Regions from separate parts of the Mus musculus genome. Here region 1 is linked to region 2. Evidence: chromatin contacts called from public promoter capture Hi-C data. All regions are on one chromosome and are shown on one strand. The core of a region is the stretch at or near the end of the contact, and the rest is flanking DNA. Distances in the headings are between cores, read along the strand shown.

Region 1 (5,917 bases), core at 812-3,311, 410 kb after region 2:
ACCATGTGGAGTTTGTACACCATTATTCAGATGTGAAGGGTTGGAAGCCATTGGAAGTTGGAGGCTACCCAAAATAAAAGAAATGGAACAGTTTTAGGATTTTTTTTTTTTTTTACTGGATGTAGAAAGGTCAACATGAGAGGCTTAAGTGCACAAAGGATTACCACTGTGAGAGTTTCTACTGTAAAATTCCAATGCTTGGATATCACAGAAGGTAGGAAACTAGAGAAATCACATGTCATCTTATTCAGAAGGAGATGTAACCAGTACATATTCGTGATACTGGCCCTTCTGTTTTCATAGCCTGGAGCCATTCATGCAAAACCTTGGGCAGATACACAGAGATTGGCTTTCATTACCAACCAGCTGGTCTCCAGAGAGTGAGTATTATCTCCATCTTTTCTGCATTTGACCCCACTCCCACCCCTGTTCCTCTCCAGGATTCTTAGTGTTGCCTTGAATATCACTCCTGCTTCAGCATCCACCACCATTTCTTTCTTTCTTTCTTTCTTTTTTTTTTTTTACCATAGTGCATCATGGGTTTTACCAGCTACTTTAGGAGTGAGGCTGACTACAGTAACCAGAAGCCCACCCCCAAGGCCCACACGTCCTGCTTTCTCTTCCCTGTCTTTGCTTCTTTATCCCACGACTCACTTTTGAAGACTTTCCCAGCCATACAGGCCTCTTCTGCTGTTGCAGTACATATTCCTCTTCCTCTGGTGCAATTTTCTCCAGGGAACTTGAGGTGGCACATCCTACACTGCACAATTTCCACAACTTAAAGAGAGACATGAGAAAGGATATTACTGGGAAAAAGCCCATTCACCACTTTGAGTGAAGCCTGTTTATAGCTGGGAGTGTCCCATCAAAGCACTAGAATGAGTAAAACCAAAAGGTTGGCAGGAGTTTATGGTCCCAGAGGCCTCAGCTTAGAAGATGGGCAGGGATAGAAAGGGAAAGGCACAAGGAAAAGAGAAACATATCAGTGCCAAGATGGTCAGGCTAGGGTGTTTTTTGTACTTACCATTGTTATTTTCATGAACCAGTACTTTACCAGCTGTTCAGGTGAGAGAAGGAGAACAAGTCTGCACTTCTGCCTAAGATTTACCCTCCCTTTGCACCTCTCTTTCCCCAGGACGCATTTTGCCTTCCATCTTGGAGTTTTTTGAGGTTTAAAAAAATCACCCTATAGCAGCTTATGCTGTCTTGTCCCACTTTTTTCCTTTATCCTTTCCATTTCTTTAGAGCCTCTGAGATTCTTCTTTTCACCCCTAAGAGATATAGCATAGACCAGAAGGAAGGGAACAGATACACATGATCGTTAATTTTAGCTTCTTCCTTCAGTTAAACCTCCATGATGGTCTCAGCTGGGATCTGACAGTGAGAACAGACCTCTGCAATTCAGGAAGTTGCTACCTTAGATTTGAACATCTGGTTTCTGTGAACCCCACATTCCACTTCTCTGGTCCTTTGTTCTTGCCCCCAGGATGATCGGTTTCTGCTCTAATTCTTTGTTAGCTCTAAAGACAGCTACCACTGTGGCTGAATCCTGCCAGAAGAGACTGCTCATTGTGGGAATTCCATCTATTTGTGGGCTACTTTTAGCTGCCAGTGCCCACTGCACTCTGCTCAGCCTCAATTCTCCCATCTCCATAGCCTTTTCTCACATCTGTTTCTACTTACGTTTGTTAGCATCACCTGGAAGTGACCCAGAGAAAACTGTTGAAAAAACAAAAAGGTAAAATTCATACCCTCTGTGAATATAATTTGTCATCCCCCACTTCACAGCTTCTAGGAATCAGTCAATCTGTTGGCAAACCATCTACTTCCTCCGTTGAGCAAGAGGGCTTTGGTTAGTGTCCCAGTGACCTGATAGTGTGTGGGTGGTAAGCATGACACACAGGAGCTGCTTTTTCTGCTGGGCTGCCAAGGCTGGCCTTTATCATGGGAGTTCTTACACACTCCTGGATCCTGTACACAGCTCACCAACTGGTGATTGTCATGACTCACCCTTCAAATAGCACAGAAAGATGAGGCATCTCAGTAATTGGGACTTGCACATTTTGGAGGCAGAAAGGTTCAGGTTAGGACAGGAAGTCCCACTATTTATACAGTGGTAAGGCTAGTTTCTTCAATAGGAGTTAGGGGTGGGACACTGAGAAGACATTAAAAGGCGTACCCTGATCCTAGGAAAACTAGTGACTCTAATGTCTTCTTTGTAACTTGGTGGAAGAGAGACTGACTAGGGAAGTCCTGGGCTTGATTTCTTCCATCATGTCTCTCAGGATTTTTGATATCCAGCTATGTAATCCTGTCATTATATCTCTCTGTGAAAGTACACAGAATAGATCAGGATTGTATCAGCAGGGACCAGAGTTACCTACACCAACACACTTGTAAAAGCTGAGAGAATATACAAGAAAAAGAATTAGAATGCAGCACCACAACACCCAGAGGCAGCTTCACTCCCAGGCAGTCTAACATGCGCAGGTTCAGAGAATCAGGTGAGGAGGACACAAGATCTGTCCCCTAACACTGGAAGTAACTGGGACCAGCTGGACTCAGGCATGCAGGAACTCCACCAGAGCAGTGGCACGGGTTTCTTTTGGTCTGTATGGTCTGGTGCCCTGAGAAGACCTTGGGCACAAACTCTGCAGCCATCCCCACAACACGCTGAGACGGCTCCTCTCCCAGGTGCTCTAACACACCCAGGATCAGGGGATCCCAGGATCCCAGGAGCTTGGTAACACCAGGATCTCTAGATCCCAAAGGCAGCTTTTTTCCCTGGAGCTCGGACACACCCAGGATCTCAGGATCATAGGATCACAGGATCACAGAGACAGCTTGACTCAGAGGAGTTCTGATACAACCAGGATCACAGGAATGACAGGCTCCAGACAGACATATCCAGGGAAGATAGCACTATAGATAACCAGATGGCAGGAGGCAAGCATAAGAACATAAGCAACAGAAGCCAAGGTTACTTGGCATTATCAGAACCTAATTCCCCCACCAAAGAAAGTCCTGGATACCCCAACACACCAGGAAAGCAAAATTCAGATGTAAAATCACTTCTCATGATGATGATAGAGGACATTAAGAAGAACATAAATAACTCCCTTATAGAAATACAGGAGAACATAGGTAAACAGCTAGAAGCCCTTAAAGAGGAAACACAAAAATCCCTTAAAGAGTTACAGGAAAACAATCAAACAGGCAAAGGAAAGGAACAAATCCATCCAAGATCTAAAAATGAAACTAGAAACAATAAAGAAATTATAAAGGGAGACAACCCTGGAGTTAGAAAACTTAGGAAAGAGGTCAGAAGTCATAGATGCAAGCATCACTAACAGAATACAAGAGATAGAAGAGAGAATCTCAGGTGCAGAAGATACAATAGAAAACATTGACACAATAGTGAAAGAAAACGCAAAAAGCAAAAAGCTCCTAACCCAAAATATCCCAGAAATTCAGGACACAATGAGAAGACCAAACTTAAGAATAATATATATAGAAGAGAGTGAAGATTCCCAACTTAAAAGGCCAGTAAATATAGAAGAAAACTTCCCTAACCTAAAGAAAGAGATGGCCATGAACATACAAGAAGCCTACAGAGCTGAAAATAGATTGGACCAGAAAAGAAATTCCTCCTGTCACATAATAATCAAAAAACCAAATGTACTAAACAGAAAGAATTTTAAAAGCAGTAAGGGAAAAGGGTCAAGTTAACATATAAAGGTATACCTATCAGACTTATAAACAGACTTCTCACCAGAGAGTATGAAAGCTAGAAGATCCTGGGCAGATGTCATACAGATGCTAAGAGAACACAAATGCCAGCCCATACTAGTATACTCAGCAAAACTCCCAATCACCATAGACAGAGAAAATGAGATATTCCATGACAAAATCAAATTTACACAATATCTTTCCACAAATCCAGCCCTACAAAGGATAATAGATGGAAAACACCAACACAAAGGTGTGAAACTACACCCTAGATGAAGCAAGAAAGTAATCTTTCAACAAACCCACACAAACATAATTCTACCTCTAACAAGAAAATTAACAGGAAGTAATAATCACTTTCCCTTAATATCTCTTAATATGAGAATTAATATTACCAACATATCCTAATCAATTGAAATTCAAAAATATGAGGAATTAGAAATTTGTTGGCTGTCATCCTGTGGTTGCTCTAATTTGGTAATTTGGTAAATGTCCGGAATTGTACAATCCATATAAACTTTATGCTTGTTTGTACATGACAGGGTCTTTCTGTGTGCCACAAAATGGTCTTGAAATCATGCTTCTCTATCTCAGCCTCTCTCTCAGTAGGATTGTTTATTTGATGTTTTTTCACTATACTATGGTTTTCAGAACAGCTTGCATGTTTAAAAATTATTTATACAGCCAAAAGAAATGTAGACTATTAATTTGAGAGGTGGCTTGTAAGAGAAAGAACAGCAAAGAGTGAGACTGAAGGCTTTGCTTGATATTTATAATTATTGTATCAATTTTGAAGAAGAGAACTTTATAAGTTACTCTTAGTCTGAGATAAATGCTTTTCAAAACCATCACAGCCAATGAGCCAGAATCTTACTCTCATCTAATGTCTGTGCCACCCTCCAAGCAGAACCATTGTTCAATGAAACATTTGATGAATGACTTCACGGATTGATCATCGTACTACACACACCATTTCTTAAATGAATGTAACCTGTTCCTTGCGGGTTGAGAATGACAGCAATCACTCAATTCAAGAAGTTTTGACCATAGCAGGAAATCTGTACCCAAGAATCTTGCCTACAGTTCATTCCTTGGCGCAGCAGAACTGTCAGCTTTTAGCTTATCTACCATGGAGGTAAAAATCCTTTGGTGATGTGAGGGACAATCAAATATAGCCTCATTACATTGAACTCCAATGTCCAAAATCTGTTCTTATTTTGTGCTTGTACCACAGTAAGAGGGAAGACTTTAAGCTCTTCTAAAAATAAAACAAACATACCAACAAACAAAAGACTTTATTTACATTCATTAAAAATACTAATAGTGATATATTATTTTAAAATATCATACAGTTAATATATTTGGAGTTATTTGAAATTTATATTGAGAAAAACGTATCTATTTTCAGTATTGCTGTAGACAAACATCTACATAAGACTGTTCAATTGACTGTTTTATATCAAACAACTTTTATAATACTCATTTTTATTGTTATAATATTGTATGAATTTTAAAGAATATGATAAAAACTGAAAGATATTTCAGGTTTTGAGAGGGGGCTCTCTGGGAGGAGCTGGGGTACAAAAGGGAAAGAAGAATGGGATGTAAGTCTATTTACTCAAAATATGTTTTTAAATATTAACAAATTCAGATAACTTGAAATTATGTATATTTTCTCATCATAAAGCAATAAAACAAATAAAAAAGAATTAGAATGCAGGAAGGCTTAGAATCCTATGAAATACATGCTTCTTAGAAATGGAGGTGAGAGGGGCTGGAGAGATGGCTCAGCAGTTAAGAGCACTAGCTGCTTTTCCAAAGTACCTAGGTTCAATTCCTTGCACCCATACGACAGCTCACAACCATTTGTATCTCCATCTCTAGGGGATTCAAGTCCCTCTCGCAGACATACATACAGAAAAACACTAATGGTAATAAACTTAAAAATATATACATTCATAAAAAATAAATGCAGGTGAGAGGAGCAGAGAGATCAGGCTGTGAGACCCATTCAGAATTCTGATGAAGGTAGTGGAGGTTCTGTCTGTCATTTTGGAAGAAGGCAGACACTAAAGTAGAAGAGGAAAGATGAGAAGGAAAACGTTTTTCCTTTTTTGATGGTTCATATTGAGGCTTCATTAGGAGAGAGATAAGCTTTCCGAGACAAGGCAAGATGTGGTAGGGTGGT
Region 2 (6,541 bases), core at 226-2,725:
CTAATTGGCTTTGATTCAGAAACCCAAATGGCCAATGGGGTGGGCCATGACCTGGTAGGTGCTTGGAGAACTCTCAGGCACTGCTACCTCCCAGGAGCCAGGCAGCAGCCCAAAGGCCAGCCTGGATGTAGGGCATACCAAGGCTGTGCCTATCTTCTAGAGAGAACTGGACTTCCCTGTTGGAGCTTCTCTTCACAGCAGTGTTTGAGGCAGGGAAAACAACGAAGTCCCTTTTCTGTGTTCTCTTATACCTTAGAAAGGGTTTAAATATTTATCAGATCCTTGCTGGGTTGGCCTGCTTAAGCAGTGGGTCTTGCTGTATAAGGTGACATCTGTAATTGTCACAGATACAGTAAGAGGATCTGTTAGCATGGTTTGAGAAACTGGAGGAACCTGTGCCATGCCTAACATGAACTTCACCGGGTTAGAATGTTGATCAACAGCAGTTACATCATGTAACTAGTGTGTGAAGATGGTGTCCCCCTCTTTTCTTCCCCCTTAAAGTCATACATGCACATAATTTAAAAATGAGAACTTGTGATGGGAAATGCCAAAAAGCTGCCCAAGTACAGCTTTGTTGTTAGCCTTCTATGAGATATGTATCTGTGCCTCTGAGAAGTACTGCAGAGTCTGGAGGGGCAGGTGGCTCACCCGAAGCCCACTCTGAGAGCAGTAACTTGCCTCTTGGGTATGTGGGATTTTTTTCAGCCTGGGAATGTTCTACCTAAGCCCACAAATCCATTTTCAGCCTTCAAACTACATGTGTCTTTACATCTGATAACTGGGTCTCCTGCTCAGGGCTTCAAGAGCTCCTTCTATGCCTTCTCATTTGATTGACATCCAGGCTTTTAGAAGGGTTCTGGGCAGACACCCTGCTGAGCTCCACTTTCACCTGCAGATCCAGGTGAGCTTGGCACCCTCCTCCTGTGTGCTGATGACAGTTGGTCTTTTTCCTTGGTTTCTCTGAGCTCTAGATCCCCATGTGTCTCTGCCATGGGCATGATGCTCTTGAAGCTCCGCTATAGCTCTCTCACATCATGTGTTATGTATGCCAGGAAACATTTGTGAACCCCCGAAAGATCACCAAGGAGCTGAATCCAATGCAGTTGCATTAGCGTCTCCTTATTCAAGCTGGAGCTTGGGCTCCCAGGCATCCCTTGCACAGTAGGAAGGTGGAGCCCTGAGCCTAGTTTTAGGCAAGCATGATAGAAGCAAGAAGGGACTATCTGACTGGGGAGCCATTATAACCTTTAACATAATTGGCTGGTACTGGGAACCAAATCATAAACTTAACTTCTGTTTTCTTCCTGTTTGGTGGTTGCTAAGAAGTGAGGTGTTTGTTAGGGGCAGGCTTTTAATCTGGAGAAACAGATTTGTTGGGGAATAACTTGGAAACTGGTACTAGGCACAGGTCTTGTGGAAGGGGGTGGGGGTGGGGTTGGAATCTGGTAACCTGGAAACTGGTGCTAGGTGCCAGTTGGTTAATAACTCACGTTCAACCTTAGGTTAGGTTTTCTAAGATGGAGTCTGAACCCAAACGATTTGGTCTCTCACATGCAGACTGGAATTGAACCTAGGTCATGTAGAAGGACAGCTAATGCTCTTAACCCTTGGGTATCTTTCCAGCACCCTATTTTTTTTTTTTTTTTTGAGGAACATCCATGTTGATTTGATTTCCACTCTGAATGCACTAATATATATTCTCACCAGCAATGATTATAGATGGTAGTGAGCCACCCTATGGTTTCTGGGAATTGAACTCAGGACCTCTGGAACAACAATCAGTACTCTTAATCACCGAGCCATCTCTTCAGCCCTGCTTTCCCCCTTTTCATCTTTTTTTTTTTTTTTTTTTTGTAGGAACCATCTTTTATTGGGGGAGGGCTCATCAATTCTTCTTGGCCGCCAACTTCCTCATGGCTGCCAGCACGTTGCTCAGCTCCTCCCGCTTTCTCTTGGCGCGGATGTGCGTGCCCACTCTCTTCTTGATGAACTTGAGTGCGCGCTTGTCCTTGGACACTTTGAGCAACTCCATGGCTCGCCGCTTGTAGGGCGCGAAGCCGCACACCTCCCGGATCATGTCCTGCACGAACTTGGTGTGTATGGTGGGGCGCCCACGTCGCCGGCTGTGTCTCGGCTTACTGACATTTTTTGTCACCTTGTGGCCCTTGTTGAGGCCCACGGCCATGGGGTAGCACAGAGCCATGGCTGCTGCTCTCCGATGGCGGCCGGGACAGGAAGCTTCATCCTTTCTTTTATTTTACAATATTTTAAATTTATTCATTTCATACATGAATGTAAGATATTTTGATCATGTTCTCCCAGCATCCCCTTCTTTTATTTACTTCTCACTCCCAACAGTTCTGTCTTTCCACTCTCATATCCTTTTTTCTTACTCTTCTCTCATATATAACATCTCAGCCATAGTTTCCCCTTCCTCTTCTCCTCCCAGTCCCTCCATCCCACCTCCCTTCTCCTTCAGATCCACCACTCCTAGAAAGCATCAGATTGTCTTCCAAGCAGCAAGGATGAGGGTCTCAAAGCCCACCCCTACACTTCCTCCAACAAGGCCATGCCTAATAGTGGCTGCCACTCCCTGGGCCAAGCATCTTCAAACCACCACACCTTGTAATATGAAGGTGTTCCTGTGTGGATGAGTTTATTTTGTCAACTCTTCTTTTTCTCAGCAACTACTAACTAACACAAACCATAGATACTTGTCCTTAAAGCTTTGAGACTGTCTACCATCAGCACTTGTAAGTCTCCCAGACCTTTTGAGCTCATTTCCATGTATGGGGTAAAGAGGGAGTCTAGCCAGGCAGCTGATCGTCCTAAAGCCACTTGTGGGGAGAATCTTATTACCTCGTGGTGTTGTTGTGACAAAATTTTCTTTCGTTTTGTTTGAAGGTTACAGTGGATTGAATTATAAACAACGTCATGGGGCAAGATTTCATTTTATGATGACAGTGTAAGTGAAGTGAATTGTCTGATACTGCCACCAGATGGCAGTAGTGCCCCATATTTTGCCTATTTCTTATTTCCACTTCCCCAAAAGTGGGAATAGGTTTTAACCAAATACCAAATATCCTCCACAAATCATTCTTTGTCTTTCTTGCCCTCTTGATGAACTTGACTTTGGCCACTCCAGTGCTGTGACTCTTGTTCCTCTGTTATTGTTTTCTTGGCTAGCTTGAGCCTGACTTTTCTGTTCCACGGTGAAGGGGTGAAATTCGTAGGGAGAGGCCATGCTTTGGGTTGCTGGGGAGGATGTGAAATAGAATTCGATTCAGACTCAGCGATAAGAGGTTCATGATATGAAAAATGGAGAGTTTGATCCAGCTGGTCTCAACTAACAAGAGGCCTGGCAGGAATGTGTGCTCACCGCAGGGCTACAACAGCTTAAGCCAGAGATCCCGGTCTGGTCTCTAGCTCTTGGCTAGTTAACTAGGGCTCAGGGTCTAACAACTTGCCTTGTCCCTCAGTCACATGTACTAGTTGGTAGGTAAGTATGATCTTGACTCATTAATATTATACAGACAAATTATTAGTTTGTCATCTAGTAAATAGCCAAGAGAAAATAAAGGTGATGAGTTTGGAAGGTCCTGATCTAAGGATGGGTTTTGGGTGAGGAAGTGAATAGGAAAAGAGGCCCACTCCCTCCTTTTGCATTGCTTGCTGGGTGAGGAAGGCCCTCCAGGCAGGCCTGCCTCCTGTGCTTCTCTCCACAGGATCTTTGTTGCTCTAAATGCCAGTCTGACAGGAACTTACGGATCCTCAGCTCTTCAGGTCTTTGCACCTCCCAACTTCTGCCTCTGCAGACCTTTGACCCCTGGGTTCAGTGCTACGGGTGCTTTCTCTTCTGCAGCTGGTCAGATGGCCCCAGGGCACCCAGAGAATGCACCGGAAACCCAGGAGTTGGACAGCAGCTTCCCCCAGCACAGAGCCAAGCAGAGGCTGACTCTGACCTGAAGTCTGCGCCCCTTTCAGCACTCTGGGAGCTATTACCACCTGTCCATCAGCGGCATCAAGGAGCCAGGAGTGATGACCTGGACAGTTCAGACTGTGGGAAGAGGTCCGCGCTTTGATGTGAGCCACAAGGTCAGGGAGGGAGCAGGAGGTGAGGGGGGCTTCTGTGGAAGACGCCAGTCTGTCTTCATCACCCCTTTCATCTCTTGATTCTCTGTGACCAGATTCCTCCACCCCCGCCTCGGGATTGCACTAGGCAGCATTGTGGGATTCCTGGTTCTAACACCAGTGCGTGGTCGTGCATGGTAGCCAGACCCACCTGCCTGTTACAGTGGGCATAAGTGGTTCACAGTGAGCATTTTATGCAGGAAATACCCAAGTCTTAGAACCAGAGAAGACAGTTTCCCCTGGGAAGTGGAGCATCGCCGTGTATGGAGGGGGTGCTGTCTTGGACACTGCAATCCTTTACCTCTGCTTCTAACAGGCACCTACTAGGCCTGATCGCACACCAGCAGTTGCAAGGGAATCACCAACTAGAGAGGACCTCCACCCTCACTGGTAGAGAGAGAGGTGGGGAAGGAGATAGGACAGATATGGGGTAGGGGGTGGGAGTTACCACTAGGAGCCAACCCTTTCTCTGTCTTAATTTGTGTGTGTGTGTTCAAATATACGTCTCATGAGTATGGGTGCTCGTAGAAGCCAGGTTTAAGATCTCCTGGAGTTAGTTAACAGTTACAAGCTGCCTGACCAGGGTGCTAGGAACCTAACTTGCGTCTTCTAGAAGAGCAGAAAATGCTTTTAACTGCTGAGCCAACTCTCCAATATCTCCCTGGTCCTTTTTTAGTTTAAACCAGATTTCCCTTGTCTCCTCCTTCTATGAATTAGGAAGAAAAGCCAAGAAGGGAAGAAAGCTTATAGGGCGTGTGATCTGAGTGGAGTCTGGCTTTCCTCACTCACCAGGACCTGAAAATGAGCAGAAATTGGATTTCAGTATTTGGCATCCCTTACCTGTTCAGAACGTTCTAAATGTACTAGCTTGCCTAAGGCTCTCAATAACAGCTGTGCAAGGAATATACTATTTCATTGAGGGGAAACACAAAGCCCAAGAGGGGCCAAATGGTGTCTTAAAGCCACGTCTGTATGCAGCAGAACCAGGTTTGTACTCATTTTGGAATCCTTGTTCTCAGCCTTGTGTTGTCCTGATGATCCAAGTGTTGTAGGAGCTAACACAAGTTTCTTGTCATTTCTTCCCCATCTTTTCAGATCCCAGCTTGTCACTGGCTATGCAGAGCCCTGAGCAAACATGGAGGTGTGTGGCCAGAGCAGGAAAGAGCATCATATCTATCATGGCAACAAGCCAGTCATGTCTCTATGTCCATACTGCTGCTAGCTGGCTGTGCCACAGTCTCTCTTGGCCTCAAGGTCCTTGTCCATCAAACAGGAAGATGAGACAGAGGCTATGATTTGTGTCTCTGGATAATGAAATCCCTGAGGTCTCTTTTATTTCCAAGACCATAAGTTTGGTAGTTAAAATTATTTATTTAGGAGAAGGAATAACACCTTCAGCTATTTGCCTGGAGTTCATAATTCCAGCATCTCAGAGAACAGAACTGAACTTGATATTCAAACTCAGCTTAGAATCCTGACTGCTTGTATGTTTGGTTTCTAAGGTGGGCCCCACATACAAGGTCCTGGCCATTCTAGGCCATTACTGGATGCCCCTCCATTTGCAGCACTGTGGATGACACTCAGGGTTGTTACAACAAAATGTCATAGCATGTGATGTGTGCCATATCTGTGAGATCTCATTAAAGCTTCACCGTAATCCAAAAAGGAGAAATTTGGAGCATGGGGAGATCGAGTTGGGCAGATTGCCCTCTGGGTTGCATCTAGACAGTGAGGAGGAGGCGATGGGAGCTTGTGTTCCAAGGCACTATATTGTCAGGCATCTTGAAAGGTGTTCTATGATTTCCACCAGCTTTTCTAGAAAGGATAAGGGTATCAAGGTTAGGTTCTTTAGGGTAGGAGTCCATTTTCTGTTTTTCTAGAGTCTTGGGGAGAATGCAGAGTAGCCCTAATGGTTTGGGGGAGGATCAGAAGAAGCACAAAAGAAAAGGAAGGGCCTCTGCATCCCATCCCTAGTGAGAGTGGAGCCTAGGTTCAACCGTGCATGTAATATCCTTTATATGGGACCAAATGTGATGAGCGCCCAAGTTTGCTTGGGAGGGAGCCCTGAGAATAAGGATCCCCTACCCTAGATGTAGCTGATGATACGGAGGACCTGGGTGATATATCTACCTGAGCCCCCCACTCTGGAAGCAGACAATATAATGAAACTCACAGTTTCCCCAGCTGTTTGGAAGTTCCTTGAGATGTGTATTTGAGACCATGGAGGTAGTTTGAAATTACTACACAAAGCAGACACTATGGTTTTGCCTTCATATTCAGAGCCTAGTGTACTGGGGCTAAGGGAACCCCTACCCGGAGACTTGACATCAGTTTCTCCCCTTTTTCTCTGAATGATGGGATGGGGGAGGGTTGAGGTTGCTATGCCAAACATGTGAGATGCTAAGCA

Evidence for each region. Promoter capture Hi-C pulls out the DNA fragments that hold promoters and counts their contacts.
Region 1: a promoter capture Hi-C map of the C10 cell line shows a contact between it and region 2. The contact joins the promoter of Pate1 here to the promoter of 4933422A05Rik in region 2. A contact is called at or near these places in 6 of 39 promoter capture datasets (the 3T3-L1 cell line, the C10 cell line, HPC-7-derived erythroid cells and 2 more).

Annotation. Positions count from the first base shown.
Region 1 is chr9:35,685,310-35,691,226 of GRCm38.p6, forward strand. It overlaps Pate1 (prostate and testis expressed 1), which reads right to left and starts at 2,062. Exons shown (of 5, transcript NM_001199953.1): 1 at 2,011-2,062; 2 at 1,684-1,719; 3 at 1,025-1,057; 4 at 655-777. The coding sequence starts at 2,062.
Region 2 is chr9:35,279,630-35,286,170 of GRCm38.p6, forward strand. It overlaps 4933422A05Rik (RIKEN cDNA 4933422A05 gene), which reads left to right and starts at 1,476. Exons shown (of 5, transcript NR_040715.1): 1 at 1,476-1,577; 2 at 2,908-2,968; 3 at 3,729-4,086; 4 at 4,852-5,121; 5 at 5,230-5,794. Gm33838 (a long non-coding RNA gene) reads right to left here. Exons shown (of 3, transcript XR_379269.3): 3 at 5,885-5,949. It also overlaps the pseudogene Gm5614.